2 separate regions of the Rattus norvegicus genome follow, and region 2 is linked to region 1. The links are chromatin contacts, called in public Hi-C maps. All regions are on one chromosome and are shown on one strand. The core of a region is the stretch at or near the end of the contact, and the rest is flanking DNA. Distances in the headings are between cores, read along the strand shown. Region 1 holds the start of Irx2 (iroquois homeobox 2). Region 2 holds the start of Irx1 (iroquois homeobox 1).

Evidence for each region. A called contact is a pair of places that touch in the nucleus more often than the background predicts.
Region 2: a Hi-C map of kidney shows a contact between it and region 1, with 7 times the contacts expected there. The contact joins the promoter of Irx1 here to the promoter of Irx2 in region 1. A contact is called at or near these places in 7 of 12 Hi-C or Micro-C datasets (frontal cortex, kidney, liver and 2 more) and 1 of 1 datasets of contacts at active chromatin or transcription factors (oligodendrocytes).

What each region holds. Positions count from the first base shown.
Region 1 is chr1:32,490,838-32,497,663 of GRCr8, forward strand. It overlaps Irx2 (iroquois homeobox 2), which reads right to left and starts at 4,093. Exons shown (of 5, transcript NM_001039505.3): 1 at 3,575-4,093; 2 at 1,921-2,326; 3 at 925-1,638; 4 at 240-315. The coding sequence starts at 3,826. The coding sequence ends at 263.
Region 2 is chr1:33,120,427-33,126,773 of GRCr8, forward strand. It overlaps Irx1 (iroquois homeobox 1), which reads left to right and starts at 2,696. Exons shown (of 4, transcript NM_001107331.2): 1 at 2,696-3,198; 2 at 6,158-6,347. The coding sequence starts at 2,923.

The DNA of each region.
Region 1 (6,826 bases), core at 2,843-5,342:
CATGTGCGTGTGCGGGTGTGTGTGTGTGTGTGTGTGTGTGTGTGTGTGTGTATACTCTGTTTAGAGAAGTGATTCTCCAAAGCAGAACTTGAGCAGAAAAGAAAAAGAAAACTATAACACAGAAGGCAAAGAGGCTAGAAGAAACCCAGACTCTATTCTCCAGCCCCAAGAGGCAAAACCACACCACACTGTACAGGACAAGGGCTTGGGACTGGATGCCGCAGAGGGAACCCACTTACTTGCACTGCTGAGCTTGGCCCTCCTATAGGTAGGGCTGGACGCCTGCACCAACAACTGCACAGCCCTCACTGGCATCTGTCAGGGGAGGGGCAGTTAGTGAGAACAGCCTACAGCCCCTGGCAGCTAAGTACCTACCAGCTCTTACCCTGCAAGGGACATCCCAGGGAATCTAAGATCCATTTTACTTATGCTCTTTCCTTTCTTCCTCTCCTTGAGCCCCAGTCTCAAGGATACAGAGTTAGGAACAATGGAGGTAGTGTAAGAAAATTAGGCCTCCAAGAGTTCTGAGAGAGTTCCTGGAACCTGTGCTCTCCTTGAGCCAAAGGCAGACAGAATCCCACTAAGGTCCACTTTTAACCAACACCACAGAAGAAAGACTACACCCACCAGGGATCAAGGACAGATTGCATTTCCTGCCAATAAGTTTGCCAAAACAAAATAGTTACAATTATAATATTAACAGTAAATTAAATAAAGAGTAAATAAAGCAGGATAGACCTAAAAATAGGGCTAGCCCTTTTTTGCCTTCACTCTTCAACCGGCCTCCCCACACTGGCCTCCCAAATTCTGGGTCTGAGAAAAGGCTAAGTTTGCCAAAGGTCTCACACCCCCGGTGCCCATTCCCAGGTTTCTAGCTAGTTCTGATTCACCAGGATCCCTCCCCGCGGGCCTCAGGCAGCCTACCTTTCTTGGGCTCGTAGCCGCCGCCCGGAGGCCTGTAGTGGGACTCCAGCGAATGCGAGCCCGCCTTGCCCGCGTCGCTGGCCGCCTTTGGGATGGCGTGCAGTGTCTCGCCTGGTGAGGAGGCCGCGGTATTGTACCGCAGAAGGCCCTGGCCTTGGAGCGCTGCGTTTAAGTTCCCGTAGTTTGTGTAGTTGCCATAGAAAGGGGACGTGTAATAGAGGTGGCGGCCCAGCAGCGGCGAAGCAGAGTAGGGCGAGCCTCCCGGAGGGGCCCCAGACGAGGCAGGCGCGGCGGCAGCGGGCAGACCCGGAGGCCCGCACCCTGGGCCCAAGCTTGGTTGCTTGAGGTCCGACGTGGCTATCTCGGCCAGCGACCACAGCTTGGGCTTGCTGGCAGGCGGCGGCGCTCCAGGCGACGTCCGGCTGCCTAGGGGCGTCTTGCCACCGCTACCACCGCGCGGCGCGGCTTCGGGCGCCGGGCTCAGCAGGGGTGCCTCCACGCCGGTGAGGGGCGAGGAGGTTACGGGCTTGGGCGGCACCAGATCCCGCTCGCACTCGTCTTCATCGTCCTCCTCATCCTCCAGGTCCTCAAACTTGTCCTTACACTCAGAGCCCGATTCGCACAAGGGATCCCCGGCGCGGCAGGGCAATTTCTCCCCATCTGACTCCGCCGAGCACGAGTGGTCGGTGAGCGAGTCGACGTGTAGACTGATCCCTGTGGGGACGCGAGGACGGTGGGCAGAAAGTTGGGCCAGCGGGAACACCGCACTCCCATCCTCCCTACATTCTGCACCGGCCTTCCCATGACTCCGCACCTCACCCGAGGCAGCATTAAACGTGGCCCAGCATCTCCGCAAAACCCGGTGACTCCCCAACCCAAATCCATTTGCTAGGCCTAGGTCTCCTTGAGTGACAGGTGCGTAGTGTTTGCCCCAAACCTCAGCCCGCCTGGGAAGAAAGCTCCCTGAGCCTTCGCACCGACTGCTGCCCTGCTCACCTTCGTCCTCCGCGGAGGTCTCTGTGCCGTCCTGTGCCTTGTCTGGATTCTCCTCCTTGCTTCTGGAAGCATCTCCCTCGTCCTCGTCCTCGTCTTCGCTTTTGTTCCTCGGGGCCCAGGTCATTTTGTTCTCCTTCTTGAGGCGCCGGCGCGCGTTGGCGAACCAGGTGGAAACCTGCGTGAGGGTCATCTTGGTGATGATGGCCAGCATGATCTTCTCTCCCTTGGTGGGGTACGGGTTCTTGCGGTGTTCGTTGAGCCAGGCTTTCAGTGTGGCAGTGGCGTCCCGCGTGGCGTTCTTGCGGTACGCGGGGTCGTTAAGCTGGTATGGGTAGGCCGCGCTGCCATATGGGTGATAACTGATGGCGCCAGTCATTCCGGTGGTGTGCGTGTCGTATGGCGAGCCCTGGAACCCACAACAGCCTGTGAGTGAAGGGTGCATGGGGCCCTCAGGCGTCACCCTCAAGGCGACCCTCCGTTGGCCCCCTGCTGCCTCTCCTGCTAGGTTTCTCTGGGTTGGAAACCTTTCATCAGTCAGAGAATCAGAGAAACACAAGGCTCGCTGTTGAAAAACAAAACTATTGCTATTTGATTCTAGAATTTTGTTTTAACACCTTATTTTTTTCTGAAACGGCATAGTTTCCCGAGTAGCGCGAAAAATGTCTAACGAACATAATTTTTGGATAGTCCCGCAGTTCTGCAAGTAGCTTTTTTATATCTAAATTTCATCTGAGGCTTGCCGCGCTGCTCCTCCCCCCTCCCCTCCTTTATGTAGCTTTAAAAAGATACTTCGCAACCCCACTCCGCTATTCACCCTCTGAAGCAGTGTAAATCCAATTTGCAACTCAGAAGCCAGTCAGCGTTTCCAATTCTTCAACTACGTAGTAATTAGCATTTTAATTCATCCTCTAACGTTTAACTACCACACGTTGGTAACCTTCTCCCAAGGCCTGGTTCCTACCCAGGGAATTCCACCTAGAGCAGACCCCCTCCCCCCATACACAATGTCTTCACACGCCCCCAAAACTGCCAGGACCAGCATTGGCAGGGCCCATTCTCAGGACTCAAGAGATACTCAGGCAGATCCCGGATCTCTGGAGCTGGAGCCCATAGGCCAAGTACGAACTCTGGCAGCATTTAGCGGGTCCCAAACCCGTTAACACATTTTTAATATTTTTTTTTTTCCTGAAAGCCGGGTTGGCGAGACAGAGAAAGGCCAAGACTACAGAGCTTCGGCCTGGGTCTAGGGCAGCAGCCACAGGCTCACGCGCACACCCCCCCCCCTACACACCCCATGACCCCGCCAGTACCAGTCAGGCCAAGAAACCCAAACCTGGCAGCATTGGCCCTAGAGGCCTGGGCAGCGATGGCCCTCGGCTCGGAACCACGCGGAGATCAGACGACCGATTTCTCAGCCCCAGCAATCCGCAAGCGCGAATTAGAGCTAACTCGTGGCCCAGGCACGGGTAGAGTAGCACTTCGCCCGGGCTCAAGGGAAATCAGCCTACGAGCTCTGCCGGTCAGTCCCATCTCTTGTTTAGTGCGGCAGCGGGTGCTGGTGACTTTGGAGCCGCCGCCCGCGTCCCGTTCCTAGCACCCGGCTAAACCTACACCCCGGTCCCGGTCTCCCCAGCCCCCACCCCAAAGCGGTTACCATGTAGGACGGGAAGCCGGCAGCGGCGGCGGCGGCAGCGTCGGCCGAGTACTGCAGCGGGCTGCCGAAGCCGGTGGCCGCCTGCGCTGTGAAGGCCGCTGAGCCGGGGTACGGACTGAACGCGGAGCCCGAAGCCGAGCGCGCCAGCTCTTCGCTGCGCGGCGCCGCCAGCGCGGACGCGCCGTACGCGGGGCACGAGTAGAGCGCCAGCGAGCCGGGCGCTTGGTACAGGTAGCCCTGCGGGTAGGACATGGTGGGCGCCGGGCGCAGGGCCCGCGTCACACGGAGCAGCGGGCAGCGCGCGCGGCGCCCTCCATCCACGCCCGGCCGGGGCGCACCGGGGCCGTGGGTCGGGGCAGGCTGGACTGGAGGGCGCTAGCTGGGCGCGGGGCTGGCGGATCGGTGGGGCGGCGGCGGCGGCAGCAGAGCGGAGCCGGTGGGCGCAGCCGCGCGCCAGGCCGGCGGTCGGGATTTGGGGGAGTCTGCAGTCAGGAGTGAGGAGTTGAGGAAGGAGCGCTCGAGTTTCCGAGGGACATTGGAACGCCGAGCTGTCCGTCACACCCTCATCTGCATATTCTGGTGCCCGCCCCTCCCCTGCTCCGCCCGCCGCCGAAGCCCCGCAGAGGCCGGGGGAGGGGCAGAGAGCGGAGGGGAGGGAAGTGGAGGGGAAGGCGGAGGAGTGGCAGCCAGAGGCTGGAGGGAGGGACGTGCAGGCTTTTGTCGCGCAGCCGCCTCTCTCCGCTCCCGCCCCGGCCCGCAGCCGGCAGCGTTGAAGCCCGGCCTGGCCAAACTGGGCGTAGCGCTCACCCCCTCCCACTGGCACGTCCTCTCAGCCACGTCCTCGCACCCGGCCGCCGGCTCCCGCCTCGGCCCAGCCACCTCCCGGGGCCCTATCCGGGCACTGCCGGCGCTCTTGCTGGACTAGCTCTGGTCGAGCAAAGGCCTCCTGCAGTCGGGCCAGGTCCGATCCACCTGGGGGAACGTACGGATCGGACACCCTGCCACCCAGAAGATAGCGGCCCAGGTCGCATCCCGTGTCCAGTGCAGACGCCGCAGGGAGCTGGAGGGCAGTGTGGAGACACCTGCAGAGTTGCCGGGCCGTCCCACTTCTACAGTCCTCTGTCCGCCTGTCCTCAAGGCTAAGGCTGCCCAATTGGCCTCGCGTCTGGTCTCCTGCTCCTGGCGCCTGGGCTGCCAAGCATCCACCCGGAATCTGAGCGTTTCGGTTTGAAGCTGTGGGAGGCCCCGAGATGAGGTTTCTACCCAAGTCCACAGAGAAGATTTCAGGCGGTGTTAGGAACATCATGTCTGTTAGCGTCTGGAACACTGTCAGTGAGTGACTCGCTTCAAAAAACGCCCTTCTGGTCCCCAAAGAGTTTTTGTTTTCTTTGGTTAAGTTGAATGCGTGTTCGAATTTGGGGGAGGCTCCTGCCAGGAGAACTGACTGACTTTGCTAGAGTATCCACTGCCACTTCTCGAAGGGATATGGGCCAATCGTGTGGTGGTTCAGGTCACCCGAAGTCCGGTAGTTGACTCGCGGGTCCTGAGGGCCCGAGGGACCCAGCCTTTAAACTTTTTTTGCTCGCACCTGCTCCCTTTTCCCCAAGTGAGGGTCCTGGGTGGCCAGGGAGGGCTCTGGTACACTGGATGTGAAGGAGCGTCAATGGGTGGCGCTTGGGACTCGTAGGGGTCAGGTGTGAGCTGGCCCGGGAGGGGGCGCCCGCCCAACAGGTGTCTCCTTCAAGCTTGCTCCATAGAGCACAAGGACGACGCCGGCTGGGGCGCGTGCCTGAGCTCAGATCTGCAGCCATTCTAACCTCAGTGGGTTCTGAAGCTAGTAGAGGGCGTCAGAGTTCTCCCTCCTGCGAGCGCCTGGCTTCTGCGTAGGCCTGGGCTGTGGCGCTCCAGCTCTTGCGGCAGCCAGATCCGTGACATCCAATGAATGCTGTAGTCGGCGGGCGGGCCGGGCTTGAGTTTTGTCTTGTCCCAGGGAACCAGGAATCAATTGTACTGACGGAGATAGTTTCTCCAGAGCCTTTGGTTGGCAGGCAGGCAGGCAAGTTTATCACTTTTGGTAGGTACTTTCCAGGCATTCTACTCAAACTGCCACCACCACACATCCTGCAGACCTTCTGAGCCCTTTTCAGCAGTCTCAGTACCTACGCACAGGCACAGCCAACCTCCCATTATACCTTGGGCCTACAGTGCAGACCCTGGGTGGGGCATCCTCATTGGGGGAGAGGGAGGGGGAGGGAGGGAGGAGAAGGGAAAGGAAGAGGTCACCACCCTAGCACCCCAGTACAGAGCAACTGGGTGGAGCCAAATCAGTTTATTCAGACATTTTTGTTTTCACAGGAAGGGAATTCTTTTGGGAAGGGGCCCTCAGTGAGAACTCCTGTACTGGATAACAAAATACCACAGGTCAGACTGAGGCACATAGTATCTTCCAATTAAATTGGTTTCAACTTTTTATATGAAGCATCTAATTTTTATCCGGGGAATGATTCAGATTTTAATCTTTTCTAAAGATTAGTTTTCTACCCTGGTTTCAATTTCAATGGGATTTGCCCTACCTTTTCCTCCTGACCTATGCCAGGTATGGAGGAGAAAGCAGCACACACACACACACACACACACACACACACATACATACATACATATATATGTGTGTGTATGCATATGTATATATACACACACATATCAGTAGCACGGAGCAGGTCCTTGTCCCTATATTCAGCTGATTCAGACATTAATTAATTACATAACCAGACAAGTGTGCTTGACTTTGTCTCCTTGTGCCCATGGACATCAAGAAAGTGCAACCCTATTGCTTGGCACAACCCATCTAGACCAAGGCCCCTCTGTATTTCCTCCATGAAATATCTTCCACGAAAATTTAAAATGTCCATCCTGCTTTCTATTACTAATAAAAACAGCCTACCTTGTACAATTAAACAGTCGAATCTGACTACATGCTGATTTTATTGGCAGTGACTGTGGCAAATTAAAATGCCTATACAGGGACATTAACTTGTGAGTTCCCATTGTTTTTGGGGCATTTAAACTCTGGTTTACACGAATGTTCCTAAACTCTGGAAAAGCCTATTTTTTACTTCTCTTAGGTTAAAGTTGCCTTAATCTTTAAAAAACACCCCCCCCCCAAATGTCAATGAGGGAAATTTACTTTCCAAGTGTAGAGAGGGCCTGGGCAGACAACCCTCACTGCTACTGGGGTGACAGGGTTACCTCAAA
Region 2 (6,347 bases), core at 1,446-3,945, 630 kb after region 1:
TCCGGTGGAGGGATCTATGGTTTCTGGTGGTGTGGGTAAGCAAACTCCATGACCTTCCCAGAGGCTCTCTATTGTCTATTGCTCCACATTCTGTCCAAAAAAGGCAATGAATGCCCCCCCCCCCCAACAAGGATGTTAGCACAAGAGCCCTATAGCTCTTTCAGACTGGAAACCTTCCTCCCGCATATTACAGATGCCATCAACATCTTGGCCCCAATTTTCCAGAGACATGAGAATTTCCAGCTTCTGCTCAGGCATCCCCTCCAGCTGGAGATTTGTGGGTAATTTTATGACTGTTCTTGTGTTCCCTACGTTGCTGTCTTCACCTCCCTGTTGCTCCCCACTACTAGAGGTTCAAGCTTCTGGGTGAGGAGCCAAGGAGAAAGAAAGGAGGCTCTACTAGCCCCTTCCAGAACTGGGTTTAAGCACAAGTGTCTTTCTTGCAGCTTGATCTATAGCAAAGAGCAGTTAACTTTCCTACACCTCACCAACCTAGTCCATACCCTTGCTGCCATCCAGTCTGCCCAGCCGCATCTCTCAAATTATCTTGTAGTTTCCACCCATTTCCTGTCTTTGGTGCAGTCAACCTACATAGAGGGAGAAGTCACACTGCTGGTCCAGTGGGGGGTGAGAATAAATTACCCCCAGTTCCTCCCCAATCCCCTTCCTAAGAGGTCTAATAGACCTAAGGCAAGTGACCCAACACCTGCAAGTCAAGCAAGCAGTTGTGGGGAGTGATGACAGGCTGGTGACCCTCTGCCACTGCATACTGGCAGGGAGATGTATTTGGAAGACTTCCCACCTCCTTGCTCAGGTCTTATCTTTCCTGCCTTTACCTGTCACCTGAAGTGAGTGGTTCACTGAGCAAGAACAATGGTCAGGTCCGCTATTCACTAGAATGAAGTGATGTATTTGTTTGGAGGATGTAAGATAGGATCCTAAGATTCTGGTTACAAGATGGCTGCCGAGCTGGGAACCGGGAAGAGGTCATGATTAGGAACTTCATAAGCTAGAACATCAGGGAGTTCCCTCAGGGTAACCTCCAGACTAAATCCAAGCAGAAAAGCAGTTCCTGAGGTTCCTGGGGGTTGGGAGGTATGAAGTATGTAGGCTCTTATGGAGTGAACAGCCTGAACAAGTAAGAAGCCCTGAACCAGAGGAGAGAAATGAAGCCTGATTTTCCTGCTGGTAATTAGTAACTACTTTTACCAGTTGTATTGTGGCTAATTACAGGCAACCTTCAGTGTCTGATTTCAAGACCTATAGGGAGGAGGACTTTCTGATGTTGCAGGAGTTTGGAACTCCAGGCAAGCAAGTGGGCTTTAGCTGGTGTCCAGGGTCCTGATGGCACTAAAAACAGCATTTCAGTGTGCATGTTGGGGCTCTCTGTCAAGCCTGCCCCTGTACCTCTTAATTCTCTAAGTCTGGCATTAGACTCTGAGGGTGAAGCTCTCTGCATGATTGAATGATGATGTGATGTGACACTCTCAGACATATGCCACATTATAGGCAGCAGCAAGAAATGTGGCACTAGCAGTTCTGAACTTCCAATAGCAATCTAGGGAACCCAGCACAGAAGCATCTTTCTCTGGCTGGCCCTGCTGTATAAGAGAGGAAGGTACATTCCAAGTCTGCCCGGAGAACAGAGCAGCCAGCCTCCTGTCCTAGGCCACATAACTGCTGCTGGCTTTCACACTGTCTAGTTCTCATTCTCCCTGCCTCTGAGATAGAAACTGGGCAGAGGAGTCAGGGGTGGGGAGCTCAAGGCCAGCGGACTGATGGCTGTCCTGTCCTACTGGCTAGTCGCAGCGCCGCCTCAGGCCTCAGGTACCTGAGCTCCACACAAGTTGGCGCTCCCAGTCTGCACACCTAGTGGATAAACGCGGGCACCCAGGCCATGCAGGCTTCTCCAAAGCTGGAACAAAGATGTAACTATCGGCAAGATTCAATCCTCCCTTTACCTTGCGAAGGTCCGTTCCTTCCTACACTTCCTTTCCCCTCCCTCTAGGATCTCTCCGCTACTAGACAGTGATTTCTCGGCTGGCTTGCCCGTTTTCGAAGTTTTTATATTTGGAGGAACCGACAGAGCACGGCCACATCCCGCTTCCCCAAGAGCAAGGGGGTCAGCGATTTCCAGAGGATCTGTTAATAGCAAGTGGGGCCAGGGAGACGAAGCACCCTGTATCAGAGGTGTCGAGCCAAGCGTTGATTTATCCGAACACTTCAGCCAAATATGTCCCACGGAGGTGTTGCAACGCCAGCCACAGAGGAGAGGCTGCTCGCTATAGACTGTCCCCTGGCCCCAGGCCTCTCTCCCTGCCACCCCAGCTGTGGAAACGCAATCCCGGAGTTGCTTTTGTTAAAAGGAGGTGGGGGAACAGATCTCGGATGCAAAACCGGGTGTCAGACAGCTGTAAACCGGTGTCGACAGGTTGTCAAAAGCCGCGGGGGCTGGTTGGGATGAAGCCTGAGGCCTCCGGACCTAAACCAGCAGACGGGCCGCGCGCGCCCACCGGAGGAGGAGGTGGCCCGGCGGGCGCGGGGCACCACGTGCTCGCCGTGAGGGGCGGGAGCGGCCAGCGAGGGCGGGCTGGAGGCAGGGAGGGGGCGGGAGGGGAGCCAGGGGCGGGGCCTGTGCTCAAGGGGATGCCAATCAAAGCATCAACTTCAAATTGTGTCTGAGAGCCCGGCCGCCGAGCGGAGGGCGGCCGCCGCAGTCGGCGCGCGATCTCGGATCCGGGCGCAGCCGGGCGCCGCCAACCAGCACTGGGCTGAGGAACAGCGAGCGGCCCCCGCCCCCGGGCCGGCCGGAGCGCGCCCGGCCCGCCGCCCGCAGCCCCAGAGCCGCGCCTCCTCGGATCGACAGCCAGTCTCTTTGCCCGCGCAGTTAGGGTGCCCTCCACCACCGCCAAGCCCGCGGACATGTCCTTCCCGCAGCTGGGCTACCCGCAATACCTAAGCGCCGCGGGCCCGGGCGCCTACGGTGGAGAGCGCCCTGGGATGCTGGCTGCGGCCGCGGCTGCTGCAGCCGCCGCCTCGTCGGGTCGGCCGGGGACTGCAGAGCTGGGAGCGGGCGCCGGAGCGGCCGCGGTCACCTCGGTGCTGGGCATGTATGCCGCGGCGGGACCGTACGCGGGCGCACCCAACTACAGCGCCTTTCTGCCCTATGCCGCGGACCTCAGCCTCTTCTCACAGATGGTGAGTGCTCCCGCCTCCCGCGCGTCCTCCTGACCCGCACCCACGGGAGATCACGGCGCCCAGGGACAGCGGGAGCGGTTGGCCGAGCAGAGAAACAGAGGACCCGCAGGCAGTGTCTGGAAAAAAGAGCAAAAGGGGTCCTGCACAGGGGATCCGGTGGCGGAGACCTCGTTCCCCCGGGACTGGGGAATGCCCAGAGGCACAGGCAGTGACCACTGCAGTCTTGGGGGTTGAAGACCCGATCCTGAAAGGGTTGTGCGCTAGTAGAGAGAAACCCGAGAGCAGGCCTGAGAGCGCGGCAGGCGCTGGAGGTCCGGGCAAAACCGCCAGGCGCCTCTGTGCGACAGGGCAGGCCCGCCGGGCCCCCGCAGCCAGGGCCGCTTTAGTCACACTGCTCTGGCCTGGCGGCTGGCCTCGCCTGAGCGCTGCAAGAGCTTTCTCTTGGGCCCAGAAGACCTTCCTTCTCCCTCTTTGGCAGAGCAGAGGTAGTTGCCCTGAACTTTGCCAAAGGGAACCGGTTAAATCTAGCGGAGTCCGTCAAAAACATCCCAACAAACAATAGACGTCCGCGGAGCAGAGAGGTCTCTTAATGGCGTGTGTAGGCACCATAGGGATCGGGATCCCGGTTAAGAAATACTAAGTTGACATAAATTCTGGTTACCGAAACGGTGTTTGCTTTTACTTTCGTAAGTTGCCAAACTTTCCTTTTCATTTGAGCCGAAAGAAAAGCACTTTTCTTCCCGCGTTACATAAGGGAGAGTTAAAGGAACAGTGTCCCAGTGATTAAAATAAATGGTGCTTTCCCATCTCCTGTCCCAGTGGGTGTCAGATGGGTGTGTGTGTGTGTGTGTGTGTGTGTGTGTGTGTGTGTGTGTGTGTGAATTTAATTCTCCACAGGAGTATTGGCCAGTCTGTCCTTTCCACCGATCAATTTTTCTTGGTTTGACTGAAAGGTCGGACTGCTTAAACTTGAGGCCGCTGGCAAAGTGCAAGGCGGGCGCGGGATTTTGGGAGGCAGTCCCCTGCCGCCCTGCTATCTTCTGGATAGGGCAATTTCCAAGAACCCCGAATTATCCAGTCCCTGGGAAAACAGACCAGACCAGATCCCCTTAAAGGATGGATTGTGCAGGAGCAAAGCGGCTAGCGCGATTTCCCGAACTTTTCTTGTAGTTTAGAAAGAAAGCCTATTTCTTAGTGGTCGGCCGGCCAGCTGCCTTTCGGGTGCTTCCCAACCAGGAAGATCAACCCCCCATTTTGTTCAGACAGCCAGTATGCCCCGGGAGCGATGAGAGATTTACAAGGTGCCCTTTCGAAAACAATTCCCAACAGAGACGAGGCCGAAATTTCTCCTTTACTATTACAACTAAAATAATTTTAAAAGGCGAAACGTACATTTTACAATGGCGAGGTTCAAACGAATTCGGGCCACAGAAGTCTCTGAGGCGCGGCCTCGGTCACTAAATTAATTAGTCAAAGAAACAAGCTTTTAGTAACTTTTTTAGGGTTCCGACTTCGTTTTTGTTAACCTGGTAACTGGATCCTTTTTAAAATGGAAGACGAAAGGTGATTTATTTATTATTTTTACGAATATTTTTAACTGAAAATTTGAATACAGATGTGAGCCATTTGGGAATCCTGCCTCTGTGCTTGTGGGGGAGGGGGTCTGCTGCCATTGTGGTGAGGTATGGAAGGTCGGTAGGAGGTTTGTGTTGTTGTTTAATTTTGTTTTCTCTTTAAACTAAAGGGAAAATAAAATTCCTCCCCTAAGATGTTTGTGTTACCTCCAGGTCTCCTACCGGGTTCTTGGAAAGTAAAGCTAAATCCAAACCCTCAGAAGAGGCCTAGCTTTCTAACCTTTAGGATCCGGTATTTGGAACCCAAAAGATAAAATTGTGAGTGAACGTCTGTCTGGGCAATTTATGGTAATAATGAGGCCTAATGAGGCTGTTAGAAAGATAAAATGTTATTTACCAAAAAACCTGATGGGATAATTTGACTTGCTGTGTTTTACTACTGATGATAAAAAGAATATTGATTGCAAATAAATCATGGCCTCTAAATGCCTGCAAACAGTTTCTGTTTGCTCGGCTGCAGATCAAAGTCAAACTTAAGAGATAAAGTAACCAAGAAGAGGCCCAGGAAACTGAACCGGTTCCCCTGAGCTGCAGCCTGTGGCTCCAGGGCCTGATGTTAATATTTTACCGGATAAGCTCTCCTTTTGTATTTTTTTAAAATGTGTTTTGTCATTGTTACTGAGGATGGCCAGGATTAAATTTTCAATTACCTGTCACCACTACAGACCTCGAAGCGTGAGTGAACCATTATATGCAGATTACTTTGGGAGGCAAAAGGAGGGCTCTGCTTTCATTTTAAATTGGTGGTGAATTTAGACTGAAGAGTGCCTTGGATGGTTTATTTTGATTGAGTCCTTCAGGGTGGAAGGGAGGGAGGGGCCTTGAATTCTGAGTGCTTCACTTTGGAGAAACTGTTTCATCAGCCTACATAAAAGGTTTCCCCCTCCAGCTAGTGTAAGACGAACTTGAAAATCTGAATTTTGTGAAGGGGTGGTGTTGGGGACCAAGGGTTCTGGGAAGACTCGGGAAGGGGGAGGGGCAGGGCTGGTGCTGAGTTCTAAAAATCCGGAGCTTCTAGAAGTTTTTCTAGAGTGAACAACAGTCTTTTTTAAAAATCTGTTTAGTGGAGACCCAGAACCTACAATCCAGTTTAAGGCTCCAGCTGCTTCGATTCTTTCTCCAAGTAGTGGTGTGTGTGTGTGTGTGTGTGTGTGTGTGTGTGTGTGTGTGTGTCTGTTTTCTGAGTCTGGTGAATCAAGTGCTCCCAGGGTCCACAGCAGCAAGGATCTTCCTTTCCTAGCCCCTGAAACTCATCTCTCCCCATCTCTCTCTCTTTCTCTCTCCACTTCCTTTCTCTTTTCTCTCCTGCTCTGTGGTTGCTCCAGGGCTCTCAGTATGAACTCAAGGACAACCCCGGGGTACACCCAGCTACCTTCGCAGCCCACACAACGCCTGCTTATTATCCCTATGGCCAGTTCCAATACGGGGATCCCGGACGGCCCAAGAACGCCACGCGCGAGAGCACAAGCACACTGAAAGCCTGGCTCAACGAACACCGCAAGAATCCGTACCCCA